Linked DNA regions of Zea mays: all the other regions are linked to region 2. Evidence: chromatin contacts called from public Hi-C data. All regions are on one chromosome and are shown on one strand. The core of a region is the stretch at or near the end of the contact, and the rest is flanking DNA. Distances in the headings are between cores, read along the strand shown.

Region 1 (2,700 bases), core at 117-2,616, 140 kb before region 2:
TGAATATAAAAGAATTTAATGATACAAACTGGATCAAGCTTGTTAGCTAGTAAAGATCTGACATTGGATCAGTGGAACAGAGTGGCAAATTATATTGGGTCCACTCGAGAATAATCCAGACATAGAGGTCATGAGAAAGATTCTACCTATCAATTGTTTTGATCTACCATATTATCTATTCAAGAGATTATCTTCACCGTGCTAACATGTAGGGGGAAACCAGGTCATTAAACAATGACATGTAGAAATTATTATAAATACACTTTAGAAGATAATTTGACCTCTCCAATAGCCTTACAATTAAGAGTATCATCATTCCTAATTCACATCAGGGATCAACGGGAGGGCGAGGAGGTCCACCTGAACATCTCCACTATCTTTAGTGGGGGAAGTGAGATGCATCGGCGGAGACGCAGAGAGCGAGGCCCGACGAGAGGTCATAGCACGTCGAGGAAGGCGCACACGGGGGCGCACAGCAAGAGGCGGGGTAGGGGGAGCTCGAGCAGCAGCGTGCACCGGTAGGAGGCCATCCCAAACATTGCGTGGCGCAGGGACGATGGCTCCGACGTCTCTTCCGACTTCGGCGTAGGGGCGGTACATTGGAGGAGAGCGGAGGGCAACATAGCTCCTCCTCGGCGCAGTGTGCCGCCGCGCGCATCGGTGTGGCTCCCAAGCGGCGAGGGCAGGGGAGTGGGATGGTAGAGGAGCTGAAAGGCGATGGGCAACGCGTGGAGGAGCGCACAAAGTGGGACGCCGTGGTACGAGGTCAACAAGGGGCATGGGTGGCGGGGAACCTTACGGCGTCGAGGCCGAGGTGGCGGCTGGCAGCGCGCGGGAGGAGGAGCTGAGTCGCTGAGATACCCTAGAGGCGCCAGCTGCCCTGATGGGTCGGAGAGGGAGGGGTCGGGGCGGAGATCGACGCGGATGGCTCCTTTCGTTTCCGTTGGATCGAAGAAAAACTCGTGTCCACAACCACATGTCAGCAAGCCAATAGCAGCGACACCCGTGAAGCGCGGACATGCCTCCAATTCCTAGCTGCTTTTAACAAGAAGTAATGGGATAACAAAAAGGCATTACGTGGGTTGTACATGCCATAAGACTACTCTATGGGACCAATAAAAAAAGACACATGGCAAGGTCCAACCCAGTCCACGTGGCGGGATGGTGATCGGCCCTTGTCAAGAGATACTTTAGTAGGCCCATTCTTGATTGAAAGTTGGGCTGCTCCACAGTCCACACTGATGCTCGGGCTAATGTGAACTATTCAATCAGTTTCTTCGCTAGAACATCCAACGGCTGAGATCGCGTGCGCGCAACCCTAGGCACCAGATCACAGGTACTGGGAGCTCCGCCACCATAAGTAGATGGCTCCGTTAGGGTTGTTTTTGCTACTCTGCTTCTGCTCTCACCTGTTTCGCTGCTCGCCCGATCTCGCGCTGCCGGTAAAATCCACGTCTTTTAGCGAGAGAATTCGTGTCTTGATTTCTGTCGTTCGCCTGTTCGTGTTTGATGTCACTGATTTTTTGGTTGCTGGTGTGCAGATCTGAGATCGAGCGAAGCTAAGCTTTTTCATCGAGATGGTGCTTGTAAGTGTTTGTCAACTACTAGTTGTTTAAGTAGCCTCCTGCTCTTATATTTTCGATATGCTTTGGGGGGGGGGGGGGGGGGGGGGCGTTTAAGTTGCTTGCATTAGCAAGATTTTTTTCATTGTAATTTCGACTTGTGGTGTGGCATGTTATTTTCTGGTAAATTGATTTCCATTCATGTGTTTCTATGGATTCTTTCTGTAGACCCTACTTCCCGGATTTATGGTCTCTCTCACAATAACTTAAGATTTGATCGCTAAATTATTGCTTCCATGGATGGGTATAGTAGATTATCCTTATCTTGTTGCCTTAAGTGCTTGTTGGATACTACATCTTTGCCTTCTCACAGAGGAAGGGTGTGCTCAATTTTGTCTTTTTAGAGATTGAATTCATTTAGATCCGTACTGAAGTTAGGAAAATGGTAACGCCTCCCACTTAATCCCATCATCAGTTGGTATACTTAAAATGAAGTTGTGAGGTAGCAGACGCCCCCTGTTTCACAGGTGATTTTCATAGTGGTTTTATTTAAACATGAAGTGGGTCCTTGTCACTCTTTTATGTATTCCATGCTTTTAACATTAGCTAGTCTATGATGCTGATTTGGGTAGTAGTTTTCTTTTAACATGTTTGGTGTATTACTCCATCCGTCCCATTATATAAGACGTAACTACCACTGGTTCAAAGACCAAAAAATGCATTTAATTCTCTCTATACAACTGTATCGATGTACGTGTGCATAGAGAGAGCACACCTTATATTGTGGGACAAGAACAAAAGGTGGTTATACCTTATATTCTAGGACGGAGGGAGTAATAGTTTGATATGTTGTAAGTTAACGAGCGTCAAGTCATTGCCAATATAACCTTGCTCCAGGTTTATAATTTTGTGTTAATATGTTTGGTGTTTCCAATAAAACAAGCTCATTCAAGTGAGCTGATAAGCACCAAGTCACAATGTAATCCTTGCTGATGCTAAGCAGAATACAGTTGAGTTCTGGTTCTTCTGAGCAGAAAAGGCATATTCACCTTTTGACACCCATTTGATATTAGATTTTCCTAACTTTTGTACTAGAGATAGGCATCAGTATAAGCATCATTATTATTTATAGCATATT
Region 2 (2,700 bases), core at 33-2,532:
GTTAACGATCCAGATATAATCATATGACAAGATGGGAACTATTAGCATCCTTCCATATACTCTTTTGCTATCTAATATCATAAGATAACTATCAGATTAACCATAGACATGATGCAGGATGTTAAGTCACTAACCTTAAATAGCAGTGATCTGTGCCGCGACAGCCCAACCCGAAGCGAGCCAAGTGGAAGAACGACACTGTTTAGCTGGAGAGAGAGCTCGTGGCTCTTGATGCTCCACTCCCTGTTCATACCATCAGCATCCTCAACCAGACCGCCCATCGCATTAACAATGAGACCCACAATCTTCTGCGCAAGCTCAGCTGAAGCAGCACCACCATGTCCTGCCCTAGTCTGCGCAGCAATCTGTGCAGCCCTATCTTCCAGTCGTTTTAGGGCAGGGTCGTGCTCCCGATCCACCAAAATGGCCAGGAACGGGGCATCACGCCCAAGCGGGACAGCCCTGAGGTATTCGAGCGAGGGGAATTTGGCCTGGAATCCGGGATGCAGCTGCGCGCCACAGACGTCGTAGAAGCCATCGGGGAGCTGCTCGTCGTAGTTGACTACGCTGTGGTTCCAGTACCTCGCGGAGAGGGCCTCCGCGGGGCTCCGGTCGTGTCCGGACCCCGCGCCGGCCCCGAGGCTGATGAGCTCTGCCGCGCGGATCTGGACGGAGTCCGCGTCGACGAGCCCCGCGTGGTCGGACGCGGAGATGGCGAGCGCGAGGCGCACCTGGTAGTCCTCTTCCAGCCGCGTCGTGGCCGCCTCCGCCTCGAGGCCTCTAGGCTCCTCCACCGCGGGGGCGATCGACACAGCCGCGGCAGGAGTAACCGCCGGTTGCGGCGGCTCGGGGGCCGCTACCGCCGCCCCCGGCGGCGGCGGCGTCGGATGCCCCGAGCGGCGGTGCCTCGAGCGGTGGTGGTCGGGCGCCGCGCCCCCGGCCCCGGCCCCGGCGGGGCCCCCGGCGAGGTGGAGCTTGCGTAGCAGGTGTTTCATGCGGGACATGGGCGGCAGCGAGGCAGGCCCCGAACCCCCCCACGCCTCCTCTCCTCTTCCGGCGCCGGTCCAATCCGATCCGATCCGATCCGAGGCAGCTGCTGAATCGCGCTAGGAATTGTCGGAGGCAGATTTTTCAATCGCTTCGAGCGATCTACCTATCCATTCGTGACCTGTGGGTTTTTTTATTATTATTTTTGTATTCTGTTGGGGGCGTCGTCGTGGATGCTTCGCGCTCGGGTTCGACGCGGCTGGAAGAGGAAGGTACACGCAGCGGCGAAGACAGCCGACAGGGAGCACCAATACCTTGCTCTCTCATTGCGTTTATTGTTTATTCTATTACTAGGTGGATGCCCGTGCATTGCAACGGGAAGATAAAATACCATGATAACTCATGTATAAATGTGCTATAATATTATAGGAAAAGATTTCATAATTTATTTGTGATCCTACCCATACATTAATATACAAAAACACTAATTATTATTCTATATTTTTGTTAGTATCACTAAAAGTAGATGTTTACATACCTTAAAAGATATAGGTGTATATTCGTCTTTTGCTATGGAATCAATATGATAAGATACATTGATATGCAAAAATACTAATTATTATTCTATACTTTTGTTAGCATCACTAAAAGACAGTCCTGCCACATCAAAGTATTCCTGCAGATAAAATCAGTTGGCCTAAATAACATAAATCTCGATGCAACTGTTAACATCCTTACCACGTGTAGAACATCAATGCTGACAGAATCTGGTGCAACACCCTCCATTCCCACAAGCAAAACGTTGCCTGAACCTTCCCCAGTTGCCTTGTTGTTGACAATCTCCTGTCTATTTGAGTACTGAAGGTATACATTTTTCCCTCTTACCTGTGCTGGCTCTGTTGACGAGGCGTAATATGATATCATGGCAATAGCTTGATTTTGGTCGCCCTGCAAAACAATAAAAGGAATTAAAAAGAACATGCAGTCACATATCACAACTGTTTCACCAGACGATAAATCATCCCCCCCTCCAAGACAAATTTCCATAGATATTTCAGTGGTCTCACTTCTATTTACCAAAAATGAAGTCCATGATAATATAATCATGGGGTTTTTTCTTGTGCCAAGACTTCATAATGGGGTTAAGATTGTTATTTTTCACCACATATCATAGAACCTAGGCAACAAGAAACAGAGAGAGGGGGGTACAACCATTACTAATCGCAGTCAAATCGAATTGGTCAGTTCCAAATTCCAATGACAAACATCCTATGCAACTGGCACATCCAACTGGCTGATTTAAGTAACAACAACATGAGCCAGAGAACATAGCTTCTCCCCCAAAACTAACTGGATAACTAATGTACTGTATATTACAACCACTTTGCCACAATTCAGTACTAATGATCCGGAAGTCCGATCTACATAGTCTGATACTCTGGTTCTGACATCTCCGTGTCCACCAGACAGACAAGTGGCTGGCCAATACGAGTCAGGCTTGCTAACATAAGCAGGAGGGAAAGCTGGTAGTACTCGCGAATTCGATGAATGCCTGATTGTGGTTCGTATACACCACATACCATAGTGACATGGTGCCACCCAACCTCAGAATCCCATATCCAGTTTTGTGAGGATCAAACAGCACACGCTCTTCTAATCGCCTTGTGATGATATAAAATAAATTTCTTACTGCACATTCGCGTTGCATCGAAT
Region 3 (2,700 bases), core at 39-2,538, 230 kb after region 2:
AAACATTGTCCATTGTTCCTCGTGCATCCGGCACGAACCATTTAGCTACAGTCGGCGACACCGTCCTACTCCTAAAAACACCTTGAGGGGCAACCCCGGGTGTGCGGTCGGACCCAAAGCACCGACACTCGACATTGCCAAACACATCTCTGTCCACAATTTCTCAGGTGATATCAATGTTTATTTTGAATTTTATCTATGTCTTTTTCTATAAAAGGATTCATTAACATGGATAAGTCTTCTTGAGGGGCATTATGATGGAGGCATGTACTCTCTCAAACAATATGATGGTGCCACCCTCAAACAAACCCTAATTGGTTGATCTACCAGTCGCACCCAATAACATGCTTATGTTAGTTACCCCTCGTCTCAAGTTGTTTAGTTGATTATGCATCTTAATAATATTTCATGTCCTAAAGAGTCAAAGTCATCCATTTTTAGTGCCTAATATGTAGCTCAAAGTTAGCAATTGACCTATAATATCTAGGCGTCGTCTCCTAGTCAACTATGGCGTCGTCGAGATAGTTATCTTAGTTCAATTTAATTTATCATTAGCTATTTTGTAATACATTCTTGTAATGTAATAAAGATTATGATATTCGTCTCTATACACCGAGTCATTATATGTGTGGACTTGATTATAACGCACATATGAGATGTATCTGGATTTCGCTTTAAATACGGGTGTGACAATAACATCAGTCACCTATTTTTGTGCCAACCTCATATTTTATCGGTTCTCTAAACACGTGGATGTCGATTATTACTTTGTATATGATCATCCGATCATGTCTCCACTCAATAACTTGGTGTGCGGGTCGTTTCATAAGGTTCAGATTGTAGATATTATGATCAAGCCCTTATCGGTTCATAAGAATTTTGTTATAATTTGGATGTGCAGGGAGCAAAAGGATAAGGTGCAGTTACTATTCTAGCTTCTTGCTCGACGATGCGCTAGGGGTCTAGGGCAGCTGGCAATGAAGCCGAACAAAAATCCCGAATCGACAGCCTTTAAATGTCACATAAATCGCCACGACGAAGAATTGAGCAGCACCGTCCCCCACCCATCTCAGCTGCCAATTCTCCTATCCGACAGCTTGCAGGACGGATACTAATAACCGTCGATAGCACGCAGGTTCTTGCATCCGACGGCTCAGAAAGCCAGCCTCTCACGGGCTGCTCTACGCCTCCCGGGCCACCTGGCTACCCGGCCATCATAAAGAGGCGGCCTCCCGCCCCTCCTCTCCTCGCGCTGCTTGCTTGTCCGTTGTCGCAGAGAGAGAAAGAGTGGGATGGCAATGGAGAGGTCGTTGTCGTGCGCGGAGAGGGGCAGCCAGTACGGCGCCGGGGCGGGGGCGGGGGCGATGAACCTCCGGAGCTACAGCGCCTCCTACGAGCGACCGACGACAGCGGCGCCGTCCACGGTGCAGCGCGCCAGGAGCGTGAGCTCGTGGAGCACGCCGCCGGCGCCGCCGCCCGTGCAGCGGGCCGGGAGCACCAAGAGCGGCCCCACCGCCGCCGCCGGTGGCCGGGCCGCCCCGGGGCTGAACCTGCGCTCCTACAGCGCCTCCTACGCGGCCTCCTACGGGCCCACCCTGGCCGATACCGGCGGGCAGCTGAAGCGCTCCGGCAGCGTCACCAACTGGACCTCCGCCAACCGCCGCTCCGTCAACCTGAGGGGGTACGCCCCGTCCTTCGCCGCGATGGACGACACCGCCGGCGCGGTCCCGGCGCCCAGGAGGAAGCTGCGGGCGGGGGCGGACGACGCCGAGGTGCAGCGGCGGCGGCTGGTCGTGTACAAGACGTACGGCGTGGAAGGGAAGGTCCGGGAGTCGGTGCGCCGCGGCGTCAGCTGGATCAAGGGCAAGTGCTCCGGCGCGGCCTACGGCTGGTGGTGATCGATCGCCAGCTCCATCGCCGTGCCCACCGGCCTATCGGAGTGGTACTACTACGGTACGGTCTACCATATGAGCTGGTGCACTGCATGCCCACCGCCGCACCAGTACCTCCTGTTACTTGTTCTTGGAGTTAGGAGTTTTTTTAATCTTTAGGAGATGGATTTGGTTGTATGTAGTAGCATACTAGCATGAGCTGTGGAGCTTCTTCTCTTGGTGAGTGATCTCGTGTCTTGTGAGGGAAGGAGGAAGTTCATGCTGTGGGTGTCCTACTCCTCTTTACAGAACAGATATCTGGACTCTGGTCTATGTAAATATAGGTGCTGCGTATGTATATATGTGTGTATAGAATAAGATTTCTGTAAATTATTACTACTACTACAGGCAAGACTGCTGTTGATGGCCTCTTTGAAAAGGCCGGCTTCGGATTCACTATTGTAACTGTATCTCAGAAGCCGGTGAAGTGATCAAATCCTGACCTGCTCCTCCATCGTCTAGTGCTCTAGACTGATTTGGTGATCAGAGACATGTGGGGGAGGAATACCCTTACTATTCAAATTTAAATAGCAAGAGGATTAGGATTCATGATCATCAAATCAACCCCTAGTTTGTTTTGCTGCCATACTAAACAGTGACGCAGCATCATACGTGTCAGGAAGAAGGTCTGAATTTGTGGCAGCACATATATACCGCAAATGGAACGGGGGTGTCACAGTAGGATTCAGAATTTTCATCAGCCAGCAGATTTCTAGCCTGTAATCTTGGTTCCTTCTCGTTCAGTTTTTTTCTTCTTCTTCAGATTCGA
Region 4 (2,700 bases), core at 158-2,657, 240 kb before region 2:
CCCTCTCCTCCTCGCGCACCCGGTCGAGGAACTGCACGAACGTCACGTCCTTGGTGAACGCAAACCCTGGCTCGAAGCTCAGCTGATCCAGGAGTGCCTTCATTTTCTGCAACGATTCATACATCAACAACAAATGAGTTTCCTTTCGTCCAAAGCAACAATAAAGTTCGAGGTTTTTTTTTTTGTGTTCAAGCTGATCTGTACCTTATCCACAGATATCGCGGTGTCCTCGGTGTAGTACATGGCGCCTTCGATGTAGTATATCGCAGTAGGTCCGGTCCTCGACGCGAGTCCAGCAAGCCTAGCAAGATCGGCGCCGGAGAAGAAGGGTGTTGATTTGGGACCTTCGACCAAGGACCGGCTGAGCTGGACCTGGCCTTCGACGTAGTCGAACCCGACTTGGCTAGCCCGGTTCGATATGAGAAACTCCTGATCCTTGGTGAAAGTAGCGACGTCGGTGTAGGCAAGTGGAACCCAGCGCACCCTCCTGGGCGCCGGCTCAAGCCGGATCCGTGCCCTGGTTATGACCCCGAACTGGCCTAACCCACCTAGAGCCGCCATGAACAGGTCCGAGTTCACGTCCATGGAGCATGTCACCATCTCACCTGTGCCTGCATTGTTCATGACATGTATAAACTATTATTAGCATTCGTGTGTGATTAGCTGCATATGTAATTGTCACTGGGAGTGTAACCATCGATCAATCAATACCTGTGACGACGTCGAGTTCATGCACGTTGGCGATCTGCGGGCCGTGCCGGAACGCCTGCCCGCCGATGCCAGCGTTGGAGAGCGTGCCGCCGACGGTGAGCCGGAGGTAGTCGGTCCACACGCGGGGCGCCAGGCCGTGTCGCAGCGTGGCGCGGAGGACGTCGACCCACAGCTGCTCCCCGCCGACGTCGACGAACGGCTCCGCGACGGACACGTTGATGCGGGGGCCGCGCCCCAGCGAGCCCATGTCCACGACGACGCCGCCCGGGGCGAGCGCCTGGCCGCGCCAGGAGTGGCCCTGCCCGCGCGGCGCCACAGGGAACGGAGCGACCGACGAGGCGGAGAACCGGACGAGCGCGGCGATGTCGGCCGGCGTGGCGGGGTGGAACACGGCCTCCGGCGCTGCCCTCGCCATCTGGCCGAAGTCCGTCGCCGCCTTAGCCGTCGAGTTGCGGTCCGTGCGGATCCTCGACGCGATGCCCAGCCCGAAAAGATCGCTCGGGAGGACGGCGGCGGGCAGTGGCCGGGGCTGCCCAACAGCGACGGAGAGGAAGCTTGTGAGGAGGGCGGCGACGGCCACGAAACGAGTCCTTGCCATGCTTGTCTTGCGGCAACACAATGCAATCGGAGGTGACTGTGGGACCTGGACGCTTTTGTGGGGGTTATAGAAACTATAGGAGTAGAGATCGCTTGTGTGTCTTAGAGGCCAAGAACTTCCATGGTATTTATAGGCGGGGGTACCATCTGGCCTCGCAAACGTTGACAAATGGAAGCACAACAGCCTTTCGGATTACTGAAATTTGTTCTGAATATTCTGAAGCTGATTGACTTTGCTAAAAACAAAGAGCAATGTACCTGTGAAGCCACACTGGTGGTGAACTTATGTTGATGGGTCCCATCTTCTGGTTTGGAGATGTTGACTTGCTGAGAGTATGAAATGATCATTGGCCAGAGCAATGTCGTTGTTTTTTAAATGGATCGTGTAAGGTCAGAGAGATTCCGAGAATTTTTTTTTTCGTGCCTTTGCTGGCTTAAAAATAGCTGGGGCGGGCCGGTACAGTGGCCAAAATATAAGCTGCCTGTTAGTTCTCTTTCCTACTCAAATAAAAGGTAAAGCTTTTCTCTTACAACTATCATATAGCAATTTTTTTTGTTTGAGTAGACTTCAATAAATTACTCCATCCGTTTCGTTTTAGTTGTCGCTGGATAGTACAAAATTGAACTATCCAGCGACAACTAAAAAGAAACGGAAGGAGTACAACTATCAACTATGTTAAACTAAAACATGCGTAGCTACAGTTTGTTTTTACATATATCTTAATTTTTTTACAGACTAGTATATAGCAAAGGAATAAATTAATCTATGTAAAAAGTAGTTATAGACTGTAGTTCTAGCCTGAATCGGTCATGGTTAGAGAGACTAATCTTTAGTTTCTGGCTTTTAGTCCCGTTTAGTCTCTATTTTGCCAAACAGAAGGACTAAAATAGGGAATAATTGACTTTAGTCTTTAGTCCCTCACATGAGTGCTAAAGGAATTAAAGGGTAACATTTACTCCAATTGCTATTGCTTAGAAAACTGGTGTGAAACAAAAAAAATTATTTTGATCTTTATGTGTTGTATTTAATGTAGTTAGAATCTGTTTAATCACTATAACCAAATAAGGTAGGGACTAAAGTTTAATGGAAGCAAACGGTGCCTTAATATAACCCAGACGATTACACCCTCGCGGTAATCTTGGCAAGAAGCATGTGACTGCCTGCCGTGATCAACCAGCTGGCGGCAGGAGATTTCGTCCACGTGGCAACAATCCTGTCTACCAACCGCTGGCGCAGGCAGGTAAACTGGAAGCAGCTGACTCCCACCACTTGAACAATTAATCTGTTGATGTCCGGCATGGAGTGACAGGTGTGCAAGCACCTTCATATTTTTTTCCCTCGTCAACATTCTGTTTTAAATTTTTTTTATTGATTTTTTTAAATTTGGAACT

The links. A called contact is a pair of places that touch in the nucleus more often than the background predicts.
Region 1: a Hi-C map of tassel shows a contact between it and region 2, with 2.3 times the contacts expected there. The contact joins the promoter of LOC100284862 here to the promoter of LOC103654795 in region 2. A contact is called at or near these places in 4 of 25 Hi-C or Micro-C datasets (bundle sheath, ear, leaf and 1 more).
Region 3: a Hi-C map of ear shows a contact between it and region 2, with 1.7 times the contacts expected there. The contact joins the promoter of LOC100273352 here to the promoter of LOC103654795 in region 2. A contact is called at or near these places in 3 of 25 Hi-C or Micro-C datasets (bundle sheath, ear and leaf).
Region 4: a Hi-C map of bundle sheath shows a contact between it and region 2, with 3 times the contacts expected there. The contact joins the promoter of LOC103654801 here to the promoter of LOC103654795 in region 2. A contact is called at or near these places in 7 of 25 Hi-C or Micro-C datasets (bundle sheath, ear, endosperm and 3 more).

Annotation. Positions count from the first base shown.
Region 1 is chr4:238,523,422-238,526,121 of Zm-B73-REFERENCE-NAM-5.0, reverse strand. LOC100284862 (elongation factor 1-gamma 2) reads left to right here and starts at 1,366. Exons shown (of 8, transcript NM_001157757.2): 1 at 1,366-1,442; 2 at 1,542-1,586. The coding sequence starts at 1,578.
Region 2 is chr4:238,385,320-238,388,019 of Zm-B73-REFERENCE-NAM-5.0, reverse strand. LOC103654795 (probable serine/threonine-protein kinase SIS8) reads right to left here and starts at 1,282. Exons shown (of 12, transcript XM_008681611.3): 1 at 135-1,282. The coding sequence starts at 1,004.
Region 3 is chr4:238,158,177-238,160,876 of Zm-B73-REFERENCE-NAM-5.0, reverse strand. It overlaps LOC100273352, which reads left to right and starts at 1,288. Exons shown (of 1, transcript NM_001159432.1): 1 at 1,288-2,272. The coding sequence starts at 1,293. The coding sequence ends at 1,898.
Region 4 is chr4:238,623,133-238,625,832 of Zm-B73-REFERENCE-NAM-5.0, reverse strand. LOC103654801 (cytokinin dehydrogenase 7) reads right to left here and starts at 1,407. Exons shown (of 3, transcript XM_008681615.3): 1 at 712-1,407; 2 at 205-611; 3 at 1-106. The coding sequence starts at 1,309.